Regions from separate parts of the Sus scrofa genome. Here all the other regions are linked to region 2. The links are chromatin contacts, called in public Hi-C and promoter capture Hi-C maps. All regions are on one chromosome and are shown on one strand. The core of a region is the stretch at or near the end of the contact, and the rest is flanking DNA. Distances in the headings are between cores, read along the strand shown.

Evidence for each region. Promoter capture Hi-C pulls out the DNA fragments that hold promoters and counts their contacts. Hi-C and Micro-C count contacts between places; a contact is called where the count stands out from the background.
Region 1: a Hi-C map of liver shows a contact between it and region 2, with 1.9 times the contacts expected there. The contact joins the promoter of CIZ1 here to the promoter of SPTAN1 in region 2. A contact is called at or near these places in 1 of 5 promoter capture datasets (liver) and 2 of 47 Hi-C or Micro-C datasets (liver and skeletal muscle).
Region 3: a promoter capture Hi-C map of fetal skeletal muscle shows a contact between it and region 2, with 4 times the contacts expected there. The contact joins the promoter of DOLK here to the promoter of SPTAN1 in region 2. A contact is called at or near these places in 3 of 5 promoter capture datasets (fetal liver, fetal skeletal muscle and liver) and 1 of 2 datasets of contacts at active chromatin or transcription factors (alveolar macrophages).

Annotation. Positions count from the first base shown.
Region 1 is chr1:268,640,103-268,644,407 of Sscrofa11.1, reverse strand. It overlaps CIZ1 (cip1-interacting zinc finger protein), which reads left to right and starts at 2,344. Exons shown (of 19, transcript XM_013993898.2): 1 at 2,344-2,564; 2 at 3,137-3,311; 3 at 3,560-3,675. The coding sequence starts at 3,142.
Region 2 is chr1:268,933,820-268,937,932 of Sscrofa11.1, reverse strand. SPTAN1 (spectrin alpha chain, non-erythrocytic 1) reads right to left here and starts at 1,813. Exons shown (of 59, transcript XM_013993907.2): 1 at 1,720-1,813.
Region 3 is chr1:269,256,571-269,261,241 of Sscrofa11.1, reverse strand. It overlaps DOLK (dolichol kinase), which reads left to right and starts at 1,758. Exons shown (of 1, transcript XM_001928919.5): 1 at 1,758-3,856. The coding sequence starts at 2,086. The coding sequence ends at 3,702. It overlaps NUP188 (nucleoporin NUP188 homolog), which reads right to left and starts at 1,746. Exons shown (of 43, transcript XM_021069837.1): 1 at 1,648-1,746. The coding sequence starts at 1,679.

The DNA.
Region 1 (4,305 bases), core at 1,095-3,594, 290 kb after region 2:
GTAACTCTGATTAGACCCTTAGCCAGGGATCTCCATATGCTGTGGGTGCAGCCCTCAAAAGATGAAAGACAACGACAACAATAACAACAGAATCCTAAAAGACAAAAAAAATTAAATAAAAATAACAGCAAATCCTTTGGAGTTCCGGTTGTGGCACAGTGGTTAACGAATCTGACTAGGAACCATGAGGTTGCAGGTTCGATCCCTGGCCTTGCTCAGTGGGTTAAGGATCTGGCGTTGCCGTGAGCTGTGGTGTAGGTCGCAGACACAGCTCAGATCCCGCGTTGCTGTGGCTCTGGTGTAGGTTGGCAGCTACAGCTCCAATTAGACCCCTAGCCTGGGAACCTCCATATGCCGCAGAAGTGGCCCTAGAAAAGGCAAAATAATAATAATAATAATAAACAAAATCCTTTGAGGAGTCCCCATTGTGGCTCAGTGGAAACAAATCTGACTAGCATCCATGAGGACGCAGGTTCGATCCCTGCCTTGCTCAGTAGGTTAAGGATCCGGCGTTGCTGAGGCTGTAGTGTAGACCGCTGGCTACAGCTTCGTTTCAACCTCTAGCCTGGGAACCTCCATATCCCGCAGGTGTGGCCTTAAAAACACAAAAATAAAAATTAAAAATATGAAAAAATCCTTTGAAATAATTCCTGAAGGCTGTGTGCCTTAGGAGGCGGACACCAATGCTTTATTTAGCTGTTCCCCAAAGTTGATTATTTTCCAGACAGCTATGATAAATCATGTTTCTGTGAGTGACTTGCTGGGTTTTGAAAAGACTTCTTTCTGATTATTTTCTTGGGCTAGATTCCTATAAGTGGGGTGACCAGATCAAGGGGCAAGGTGTTCAAGGCGTTCAAGAGTCTTGATGGAGAATTTGCAGAATGCTTTCTGGAAAGGTGAACCAACACAGGAATCCAGTGCTGGCTTCTCTACCTTTACCACCACGAACATTATTTTTAGCTTTTTGTACTTTGGCAATTTGCTAAGCTCGCCCTGTGCCAGGTGCCAGTGCTAAACGTTATGTAATAGCATCCTCACACATACAACTCTTCCCCCGGGAGGGGGTACTCATTTTACAGACGAAGAAAGGCTCAGGTCCGCCAGGGGCGCCTAGCCACAAGGCAGCGGGACCCCAATTCAATCCCGGACCCCTCCGAGGTCCCAGATAGATCTATCTGTTTGGAAGCCTGGGCGATCTTGACTTGACCCCACCCCTTCTTCCTTGGTTCTCACTGGAGCCGAGCGTTCTAATCTGGGTGGATACGATGCTGTCACACTCTCTTCTCTAGCGCTCCCTGCCCTCCATAGATAAAACCCAACTCTTCAGGCCCGTGTTCAAAGCCTGGTTGCCCTTCCGCCCAAGGCGCGAAGTCCCCTGAGTCTAGCCGCGCCCAGCCCTCCCGCCTAAGTCCAAGCAGAGTTAGGCACCTCTGTGCGGCCGCCCGGGGCGGCGGTAGAGCGGGTCCCGAGCTTTAGGGAAGCACTGGTCACATGACTGCAGTGATTGGTTGACACTCGGGTCTCCTTGGGTGGACCTCAGGTCTGCGCATCCCTAGCGCCACCATGCGCCGTGCGGCATGTGGTCTGCGCCTAAAGCAAAGTGAGCGCATTGCCTGGGGCTGTTAAGAGTTGAGGACGGCTTTGAGTAACTGCAAAGGGGAGAGAGATTGCTATTTAGTAACGCAGCTCGGTGACTCGAAGTGGGGGCCATTGGGAAGGGCGCCGGGGCGCAGGACGGAGTCGTAATTAAAGGGTCTTTGCTGGCAGCACCATTCGGGGGCAGGATGCGCGCCGGGTTTTGTTGTGGTTGTTTTAACCATTGAACTCAGCCCTCCTCACCCGCCCCCGAGTCAAATCCTAGGGGGAAAAAACAGTAACTTTCAAACCCACCTCCCATACCTTTTAGGGCAAATTCTTCTGCCCCGCTATGCCGATCGCCTTCTCGCCCGGTCTCAGTCCCCTAATGTACAGCTGCACGCCCCTCCCATCCCAGCCCCGCGCGGGGCCCTTGATCGCGGGACAGTGGCACCCGCGGGGAGGTCGGTTGGAGACGGTCCCCGCCAGACGACAGATCACTCTGGGTGGCGACGGATGGACTTTGGGCTCAGAGCAGCCCCTTCACGATGCGGAGAACGAGGGACGGAGGGTCTGCTCTGCTCAGGACCGCCTCGCAGCCCGGAACTAAGCCCTCCACTACCCAGCCGCTGGGTGAGCAGGCACCGCCCCTGCCGCGTTGCGGGTGCGCTGGGCAGGATCTCGCGACGCGGCGGGCGCCACCCGGACCTCCCGGCCTCCAGAGGGCGCTGCCTGGGCCCGGCCTGCAGACCGCCTTCGGAAGCGCCAGGCCCCGGCGGAGCTGCGGGGAGCCGGGGATCCGCGAGCCGGAGCCTCCCGGCCTGTCCGGCCTGCCCTGCCGCTGGGGCCTACGCGACCGCGGCGAGAGTGCGGGGAGGAGGCCGTGCGATTCCCGCCCTGGGAGGCGAGGGGCGCGGGCCGGGCACCGCTGGGGGGACGGCCGAAGACTTAGGGGCCCCTTGAACGGAGGCTGCGGGCTTCGCGGGCAGGTGGGGATACCGGATTTGAAGTGTAATGCTGGCTCGATCTGTAAAGGAAGGGGTTAGTGGAATGGGGGTGGGGAGTAGAGTGGAGGGAAGCCTGTCCTACTTCGTTCTTGGATGAAAGTGAAAGGTAGCGGCGGGGGTGGGGGCGGGGGCTGATGTTATTGACATAAAATGTGCGCTTGGGACGGGGTGGGCGTATCAAAGGGGTGTGAGTGGAGAGGGGCTGGCATCGGTACGCGATTGGCGCGGAGAATGGCCGAAGGGTGGGGTGGGAGGTGTATTTGTGTCGGACGCTCCTCCAGGAAGGACCGAGCGGGAGAGTTGGCGAGATAGGGGGCGGGGTCGGACGTTTGAAAGGGGGACTGTTGGAAAGATTTGGGGGAAATTGGCAGGAGGCGGGGGGGCGAACCCTTCTGCTGGTGGAATTGGAGGGGTTTTGAAAGGATGGGCCGCAAGTGTGGCCAGCTCTGGGCAGGACCGGGACAGTAGCTGTGAAACTCAGCCGCGGTATTTGAGCGCCGCGGGCTGGGAGTGGGTGACGGAGATCCGGCCTGACTCCCCCCGCCTTCCCTCAGCCACCATGTTCAACCAGCAGCAGCAGCAGCAGCTCCAGCAGTTCCAGCAGCAGCAGCAGCAGCTTCAGCAGCAACAGCTTCAGCAGCAGCAGCTACAACAGCAGCAGTTGCTGCAGCTCCAGCAGCTGCTCCAGCAGTCCCCTCCGCAGGCTCCTCTGCCCATGGCCGTCAGCCGGTGAGCTCCCACTGGAGGGGTGGGTGGCTTTAGCCCAGCCCCTCAGATGCATGCCTTGGTGCGTCCCCTCCCCCAAGACATTTCTCCCCGGAGCATCCCTGTCTGAGTCCTGGAGGCCCCTACTCCCCACCCCAAGGGGATCCTCTGTCTGCTGTAGAGGCAGGCAGAGAATGGAGGAGAGGGATCTCAGGGAGGAGGGAGGATCTGACTCTCCCAGTAACCGTCTGACTCCTGCTCTCAACACCCAGGGGGCTCCCCCAGCAGCAACCACAGCAGCAGCTCCTGAATCTCCAGGGCACCAGCTCCGCCTCCCTCCTCAACGGCTCTGTGCTGCAGAGAGCTTTGCTTCTGCAGCAGTTGCAAGGTACGGCCGCCGGCCCTGTCTCTCTCCATCCTAAGGGTAGCTCCTCAACAGCATTCAATGTCAAGTCCACACGGCAACCCTGAGAGGGAGCTACTGTCAGGGTCCTAGTGATGAGGACACTGAGGCTCTAGGAGGTGGAAGTCCCTCAGTTGCTCAGCTGAATGCAGGTCTGTCTGATCACGGCAGTGTGCCCTTGGCCATGGTGCCAGCTCCGTGGGCGCTACTCAGCACACTTTGCTGACATGCACATTAGAAGATGATGGGTGGAAAGGTCTATTTTGACCACCCTCCTTCGCATCTTGTTTGGCAGATGAGGAAGCTGAGGTTCAGAGAAGGAAAGTCATTTGCCCTGGGTCACACAGCATCAGCAGTGGTTGAGCTAGATGGAGGCTTGGGCCTCCTGACTGCCTGGATCACTGAATGGATGGATGTCTCTAGCCCTCTGCATTAAGCCTGAGCCCTTACCCGAGTTTTCCCCTGTGGAGAGCTGTCTTTCTGGCCTTCCTTCCAAGATGTGACTCCTAATACTTCAGCCACTGTGGGGGTAATCCCAGGGCCAGCTTGTCTTCAGACCCAGCCCCTCCCGCAGGGTAGCTGTGGCTGGCTGGGTGGTCCCCTCGGGACTGGGCA
Region 2 (4,113 bases), core at 564-3,063:
CATCGATTGCTAGACAAGCTTATAGGGTGAGCCTATGACATATCAGATTTCTCTAATTATTAGATTACTACGCACACACTGCCAAAGATCAAAAACACATCTGAGAATGTTACCAAGCTGATGGTTCACCATAGGCCTCCCTCCCATCTGTCCAGCAGGGACCAATGCTCCTACCGAGTCTCGAGGCTCGGCTCTCCATCTAGGTCCCTGGATAACAGCTAACACACTTTGAGGGTCCCTTTGAGTGAGGCTGGCCTAGTTACTAAAAAAGGCTTACTGTTAATTTCCTGCACACAGCACATTTTTATTTTCCTGTAGCACATTTTTTAAACTTGGCCTTCAATGTGACCTTTCCAAACCTGACATCAGCTGCAAACAAAAGGGAAAATACAGGACGAGTTTGAGGAGCTGGAATCTTGGCTCATGGCTTCATACAGCTGAGTGTTCCCACTGTTCTTCAGATTTTCTGTTTCCTGGCTGCAAGACACCCCCACCCTTCCATCTTTGATACATTCTGCTTTAGTTAAGTCCAATTGCTATGACGACGCAATTTTCAACACATTATGAAAATATTTCATATGCTCTTTCTTCTCTCCTTCCCTAACAGCCATCGTGGTTAAGATTTTCTAAAATATCAGGATGAAGACAGAACAAAGAGTCACAGTCTAGGATCTATTATATAAAAGACATGACAAGGTGTTGCACCTCAACTCAGCCTTCTGGGCTAGTCTAGCTTTTAATTTAAAATATATCCAACCCTTAACCTTAACGAGCCCTTTGTTTAAAATACATTTTATCCCAGTTCATCGAAGAGAATTTTTTTTTTTTCCCAAAGAAGACTTTTAAATGAAAAGCAATTTTCTTTGGGAATCATCAACCAAATTCGCAGGAATAGCTTTCAAACAAAAGGCTGCTCTATCATTAAACACCGGCTGGCTGTAGAATTTCTGACAAATATTCTGTCCTCGACTCGAAAGACCTGGTCTCAGGGTAAAACAAACAAAAAACCCTCTAAGCTATTAAGTTATTTGATTTAGGTCTCCTACAAAGCAAGCGCCGCATCTACCAGTTATTTACAAGCAAATCAGTTGGGGAGGAAAGATATGTTTGTTACAAGGGACGAAAAGGAGATGGCCAATCTCGGACTTTTCTGCATCGAGAAAAGGCCAAGATCGCTACATTGGATGAAATTAAGGTCAAAGAGCCCTTCATCTTCCGCTCTTCCTCCCTCAAGGGCTGGGCCGGCACTGCTGGTCGGCTTTGGAGAAAGGAGCTGCACAAGTCGCTCCCCACCGAGGAGCCAGGATTGGGGGCGGCGGGGGAAGCGCCCCTCGGGGAGAAGAATGGAGAAACCAAGCGGACCAGGAAGCCCCCGCCCCACCTGCCGCAGCCGGATGGGGCAGGGCGGGGCCGAAGCCGGCTGGGGGAGGGGGGTACGGGAGGGACCTGGCGGCCCCCCGCCCCCTCCGCCCAGTCAATGACATTCCTGCGGCCGGCGCCCAGGCTCGGCCCCGCGGCTCCTCCGCAGCCCACGCACCACAAGCCGGTCGCGGCCGGTTCGCCCGGCTCCCCGCCCCACCGAGGGAGCGGCGAGGCAGCCCGGGCTCACCTGTCCGCGCGCTGGCGCGGCCCCGCCCCAGGGGCTGCCCGGCTCCCGGCCCAGGGGTCGACCGCCCTCGGGCCCCGCTCCCGCCCTGGCTCGCCCGCTCCTCCTCTCACCGGCTCCTGGGGGTGAGGGCAGTGGGTGCGTCGGGCCGGGGGTGCTGGGGGAACCGACGGGGCTCTGCGGCCTCCGCTCCTCTCCGTTCGCTCCGCAGCGGGTAGTGGCGGTGACGCGCGCGCCCCGCCTCTTTTATAGGCGGCCGCGCGCGTTCCGGCGGCGAGCGGGCGCGAGCGCGGGGGAAGGGCCCCGGCGCGGCGCGAGGGGCGGGGTCGAGCTCCGGCGGAGCAAAGGGGGCGGAGCTCCCGCCGACTCGCCGCCCGATCGTCAGGCGGAAAGGGTCGAGCGCTCCCGGAAGAAGCCGAAGAGGCAATGCGGGGGAAGAGCCGAGTCCTGCGAGCGCCGCGGGAGGAGGGGGAAGGAGTGCGCGCGCCAGGGGTGGGGGTTGATGGTGCAGTGGTGTCGCTACCTCCGCCCAGGCGGGCTGAGATGCTCCAGCCGCACCGCCCTCCCCGCAGCCAGCATCCTCCAATCCTGCCCCTCCCCGCCCTGCAGAGAATCTTCTGCACCCCACCCACCCCTCCGCCCCTGGGAGCCCTTCCAGGACTGCAGCGAAGGGCGGGGCAGGGCCATTGCTGCAGTCTGGCCGGGGATGCTTCGCGCCCCAGCCGGAAAAACGGCCAGTCACAAAGGGTGAGGTCACCCGTATGCTTCTCTTCCTCTTGCTCCCTTTCCCTAGGAGAAGGCTGGTGCGGGGACCCAAATCAGCCTTCTCTGTTGGGGGTTGGGGGTTGGGGGGTCAAGAAATAGAGGATGGGAAGTTACCATCGTGGCTCAGCGATAACGAACCCGCCTAGTGTCCATGAGGATGAGGGTTCGATCCCTAGCCTCGCTGGGTGGGTTAAGGATCCTGCATTGCTGTGAGCTGTGGTGTAGGTCGCAGAGGCAGATCGGATCCCGCGTTGCTGTGGCATAGCCGCAGCAGCTGTAGCTCCAATTCGACCTAGCCTGGGACCTTCATAGGCCGCGGGTGTGGCCCTAAAAAGCAAAAAATAATAAACTAAAGGAAGAAACCGAAAATGACTTGAGGCTTCGGGTTTGAGGAGGTAATAAGAGATGTCAAATACGATCATCAAAAATTTGGCGTTTATGTCTGTCTTTCTGAGATTTGAAGAGTTAACAATTTCTTAGGCTCTTACATCAACAGCTTCTGACAAGTCGCCAGTGGAACAGGATGCATTAGTCGTATTTTGCAAATGAGACATTAAGATTCTTTTTGCCACAATGAATTGATCTTTCCTTATGTACCAGGCACTCTGCTAAGCATGTCATGTATTAAAATTTTTAAAAATCTCTGCAATAATTTTATGAGATAGTGTTCTTTCCCCATTTTTTCAAAAGAGGACACTGATATCAAAGCTTATTTTCCTGTCCTAGGTCAGGCAGGTAGCCAGAAGAAAAAAGCTAGGATTTCAATCCAGGCAGCCAGAACCTTCTCTTTAAACCCTGTGCTATATACTGCCTTGTCATAGGAAAGGGGAGGCATTGTGATGGTGGATGCTGAGGTGCCAAGAAAAGGAAATAAGATTTCTGGAATTTCTGTTCCTTACAGTCTTAGCAGTTTCAGGGCCTGCCTCTGTAGCTAGAAGCCCTCCAGTATTTAGGAAGCCTTTTCCCCACCCCCACTCTGGTGACAGCTGGGCCACAGCCATTGAGAGTAACACCCAGATCATTCCTGTGCAGTCAGGCAGACCAGGAGCTCTGCAGCTCAGGACAGCCTCAGCCTCCTGGTTACCAGGCACCCCACCCCCTCCCCTGCTGCTGCTGCCGCCGCCGCCGCTGCTGCCGCCGCCGCCGCCGCTGCCCCTTAAATAGCTATGAAGGCCATGGACACTGCACCAGAACTGGGGGCCCAGCCCTGAGCTTCTTGGCCCTCTGCAGTTTGCCTTGTTCCCTGGGCCTGGAATCTGCAATCTGGCTTCTCAGCTGCCCAGGCTGGAGCCCTGATAATGAAGAAAAACTCCCCTCTTCCCTCACTCCATGGGTGTGCAGAGAAAAGAAAAGGAGTGGCCACACCCCAGAAGCAGCTTTCGAGAATCTGGAGGAAACACGTAGGAGCTGAGAGGCATTTCCTGCAATGTTCCGTGTAGAGAAAACAGACCTGGTACCTCCTCCCCGGCCTGTGCATTTCTGGAGGCAGCTGATGGCGTCCACAGTCTCTTCTCCAGTGGGGAGCAGCAAAAGGTTTAAGCAGCTATTCAGATCTGGGTACAAAATGGCCAACACAATAACAGCTCTCCAAAAGGTCCAAAGACCTTCTGCCCTAGCAAAGGACATTAAGGATCTGACCTTGTCACAGCTGGGCCTAGGTTGCGGCTGCGGTTCTGATTCATCCCTGGCCCGGGCACTTCCATAGACCGTGCGTGTGGGAAGGGTGTCAAGGTCCCTGGGCA
Region 3 (4,671 bases), core at 509-3,008, 320 kb before region 2:
ATATTTGGAGAAACAGACTCCAAGGGTAAGGTGGCCTGTCTGTGGTCATCTGCAAATCAGCAGGCACCAGGAACAGAATTTCAGTTTTCTCTTAGCTCAGACTTCTAGGCATTTCAAACAGAAGGCTGCTGTTCAGTATAATCCCAATCATTATAACATGCTGACCAGCACAAAAAGAAAGAAAAGATTGTTCCTAAAGCAGGCTATGCACAAAGCAGGGCCTAGAAATCCCAGGTGTCATTTCTGCCACTTTCAGGTGTGAATGTGGTAGGTTCCCCCAGGATGAAGAAAGCATCTTTCAGGCAAACTAACCGCTTCCCTCTCCTTGCCCTCTCTTTCACTGAAGAACGCGCCTGGCCCTGCAGGAGCTGACCTTTACCCAAGCTCCACAAGGACTGTAAGACAAGCCTAAAAAAAGGAGAGCACAGCGACCACAATGCTGCCCGATACAAGAGCTGACATGAAAAACAGCGGAGGAGAAAAACACAAACTGCTCCAGAAATAGTTCGATGGAAATTCCAGAGAAGAGAAATCTCACTTGAAACTTTACATGATTAAAAAGTATCATCACAATGGAAAAAAAAAAAAAAAAGTCACTTGAGCAGAGAGGCGCAGGAAGTCGTACAGAGAACAAGGGCAATACTTGTCATAAATATTTACTCAGAGCCTATTCCATGCTCTTCGGAGTGTTGAGTAGTAGTGAAAAGCCAAAAAAAGTAGCGAAACACTGCAGGCACAGGGAAGAAGTGACAAGGGGACGGTTAGCCGGGAGGGTGGCCGCGAGAATGGAAGCCGCTTCGAGCTGTAAGTGGAAGATGGAAGTGTGGCGATCTGGTTACAGATCCAGAGGCAGACACACGCCTGTTCGAAGCCTCACCGGACCCCTCCGCCAGTTCTGAGTTGGGTCTATGAGTCATCTATCCGTAAAACACAAGGTGCCGCTCGGAGTCGTGGGAGTTCAAGGAGATAAAGCCATGGAAAAGAACGCGCCTCGCCAGCCCGGCGCTGGTATCGCTCCAGAAGTAAGAACTGTCTCTTTCTTTTGAGTATTTTATCTTCCCGTCCCCAAAGCCCAGTACAGTGCGTGGGGTGTCCGCTGACGGAATCAATACAGGAGAAAATGAATAGATGGATGAATGAAAGGCTGGGCGGCCCAAGAGGGCAGAAACTGCAGGAACGTGGCTCGGCGACGCCCGAAACAGACCTTCCATGGAGAGCACATGCGGGACCCTGGGGAGCGCCGCCGGGAAGGGCCCAGGAGGCTGCGGCGGGGACGGGGTGGGGGCTCCCCGGGCGACCGCGAAGCGCCCCGTCGCGCCTCGAGGGAGCGTCACGCCAGCCAGGAAGCGGGAGGGGGGCGCCGAGGGACGCGCCACGGGGAGAGGGGAAGAAGGGAAAGGAACCGGAGACCGGAGGCGGGCGCCGAGGGAAGGGGTAAGGCACCGGCCCCCTCTCCGAGAAGTCGCTTCAGATGCCCGCGCGCCGAGACCGTTTGGCCGTAACCGCCTCCATCCCGGCGCCCGTCCGCCTAGCCGGCCTTCGCCCCGCCACTGCCGCTACATCGTGCCCTCAAATCCCGCCCCGCTTCCGGCTCGGATTCGACCCGGCGCCTAACAGCCACCCCCGCTGACTCGGCCCGCTCCGCACCTCACACACGGCCCGGTGGCGGCCGCCGCCATCTTCGCGCGCGCGCGCCCTAGCCCCGCCCCCAGACGCCGCGCCCACGTGACCGCTCGCCTCCGGGGCGTGGACGGGGCTTTTCGTCACGTGACGGCGGGCGGGGCCAACATGGCGTGGCCCGGAGCGGTGAGGACTCCCGGGCGAGGGCGGTCGAGTCAGTGAGGGAGTCGGTGGAGGAGCGACACCTACGCTTGAGGTGGGAGACGTTGGAGCGTGACCTGACGCCAGCTCCTTGCCTGCACAGAGTGATCATTCAGTGGCGCTTCCCTTCTGGCAGCAGGAGAGCGGATAGAGAACGTGCTGGCTGGGTGAAGCTACCGCTCTGTGCCTGGCGAGGATTGAGGAGCCCAGAATCCAAGGCATCTCCAGTCACCCGGGTTTCCCCGGGGTCCCAGATCTAGAGACATGACCCGAGAGTGCGCTCCTCCGGCCTCTGGGTCCGGGGCTCCGCTGAGCGGGTCCGTGCTGGCAGAGGCAGCGGTGGTGTTCATAGTGGTACTGAGCATCCACGCAGCAGTGTGGGATCGGTACTCGTGGTGCGCCGTGGCCCTCGCCGTGCAGGCCTTCTACGTCCAATACAAGTGGGACCGACTGCTACAGCAGGGAAGCGCGGTCTTCCAGTTCCGAATGTCCGCAAACAGTGGCCTCCTGCCCGCTTCGGTGGTCATGCCTTTGCTCGGACTGGTTATGAAGGAGCGCTGCCAGGCTGCGGGGAACCCATACTTTGAGCGCTTTGGAATTGTGGTGGCGGCCACTGGCATGGCAGTGGCCCTCTTCTCGTCAGTATTGGCTCTGGGCATCACTCGCCCGGTGCCCACCAACACCTGTGTCATCTCGGGCTTGGCTGGAGGTGTCATCATTTATATCATGAAGCACTCTCTGAGTGTAGGCGAGGTGATAGAGGTCCTGGAGGTCCTGCTGATCTTCGTCTACCTCAACATGATCCTGCTGTACCTGTTGCCCCGCTGCTTCACCCCTGGAGAGGCTCTGCTGGTATTGGGTGGCATCAGCTTCATGCTCAACCAGCTCATTAAGCGGTCTCTGACTGTGGTGGAAAGCCAGGGAGACCCCTTGGACTTCTTCCTGCTGGTGGTGGTGGTAGGGATGGTGCTCATGGGCATCTTCTTCAGCACCCTCTTTGTTTTCATGGATTCAGGCACCTGGGCCTCCTCCATCTTCTTCCACCTCATGACCTGTGTGCTGGGCCTTGGCGTGGTCCTGCCCTGGCTTCACCGGCTCATCCGCAGGAATCCCCTGCTCTGGCTTTTTCAGTTCCTCTTCCAGACGGAGACCCGAGTCTACCTCCTGGCCTACTGGTCTCTGCTGGCCACCTTGGCCTGCCTGGTGGTGCTATACCAGAATGCCAAGCGGTCATCTTCTGAGTCCAAGAAGCACCAGGCCCCCACCATTGCTCGGAAGTATTTCCACTTCATTGTGGTAGCCACCTACATCCCAGGTATCATCTTTGACCGGCCACTGCTCTACGTGGCCGCCACCGTGTGTCTGGCGGTCTTCATCTTCCTGGAGTACGTGCGCTACTTCCGCATCAAGCCCCTGGGCCACACGCTTCGGAGCCTCCTGTCCCTATTCCTGGATGAACGAGACAGTGGACCGCTCATCCTGACCCACATCTATCTGCTGCTAGGCATGTCTCTTCCCATTTGGCTAGTCCCCAGGCCCTGCACACAGAAGGGTAGCCTCGGGGGAGCGAGGGCCCTAGTCCCCTATGCCGGCGTCCTAGCCGTCGGTGTGGGTGACACCGTGGCCTCCATATTCGGCAGCACCATGGGGGAGATCCGCTGGCCCGGAACCAAAAAGACTTTTGAGGGGACCATGACATCTATATTTGCCCAGATCATTTCTGTAGCTCTGATCTTAATCTTTGACAGTGGAGTAGACCTAAACTACAGCTATGCTTGGATTCTGGGCTCCATCAGCACCGTGTCCCTCTTAGAAGCATACACTACGCAGATAGACAATCTGCTTTTGCCTCTCTACCTCCTGATACTGCTGATGGCGTAGCTGCTGCACAGCAGCCATGGAGGAGACAGGGACATGGGGAAGATGAATGGTCCTCACAGCTGCCAGCCCCTTGGGCGGGAAGAGCCCAGGGGTGAGATACAGATTTAATTTTTCAGTCGATTCAGATTTCAAATAAAAATCAAAGCACTCCTGATTTTAGTTTTGCTGATACTTAAAAAGCAAAAAAAAAGGCAGTTCCCGATGTGGCTTAGCGGTAACGAAGCTGACTAGTATCCATGAGGATGCAGGTTTGATCCCTGGCCTCACTCAGTGGGTTAGGGATCCAGCATGTCTGTGAGCTGTGGTGTAGGTTGCAGATGAGGCTCAGGTCCAGCATTGCTGTGGCTGTGGCTGTGGCTGGCTGCTGCAACTCCGATTCAACCCCTAGCCTGGAAACCTCCATAGGCCTCAGGTTTGGCCTTAAAGAGGAAAAAAAAAAAAAAAAAAAAAGGCGATCCTTGGTGGCTCAGTGGGTCAAGGATCTGGCAATGTCACTGCTGTGGCGCAGGTGCTAGTTCAGTCCGTGGCCTGGGAGCTTCCGTGTGCTGCGGGGCATGGCCAAAAAAATATTTTAAAAAAGCTTAAAGGATAATGCAAAAGTTCAAAGAGCTTGTGTGTCTTAGGGCTTCCCTCCCCTAAGTCCTCAGGGGGCTGGAGGGGACCAGTACAGCAGGGTGGTCAACACTTCAGGTTTCTGGAGTCAAACTGCTGGTCAGCATCCTTGGCTGCACCACTTCTTAACTGTGTGTGTGGCTTTATCACTCTGGGCCTCAATTCTCCTGTTTGCCAGATGGGATTAAGAAGAGCCTGCACCTCATGCGGTGTCGTGAGATGACACATGTCCAGCCCAGGGCCCACACATAAGTGTCAAGGTGTTACGTAAGTGAGGAAAGTTGTCATTGTTACCCAAAGCCAGTTCTCATCTCAAAAAACAGGCAAACCAAAGGGTTACGTGGGGTGCACGTGGAA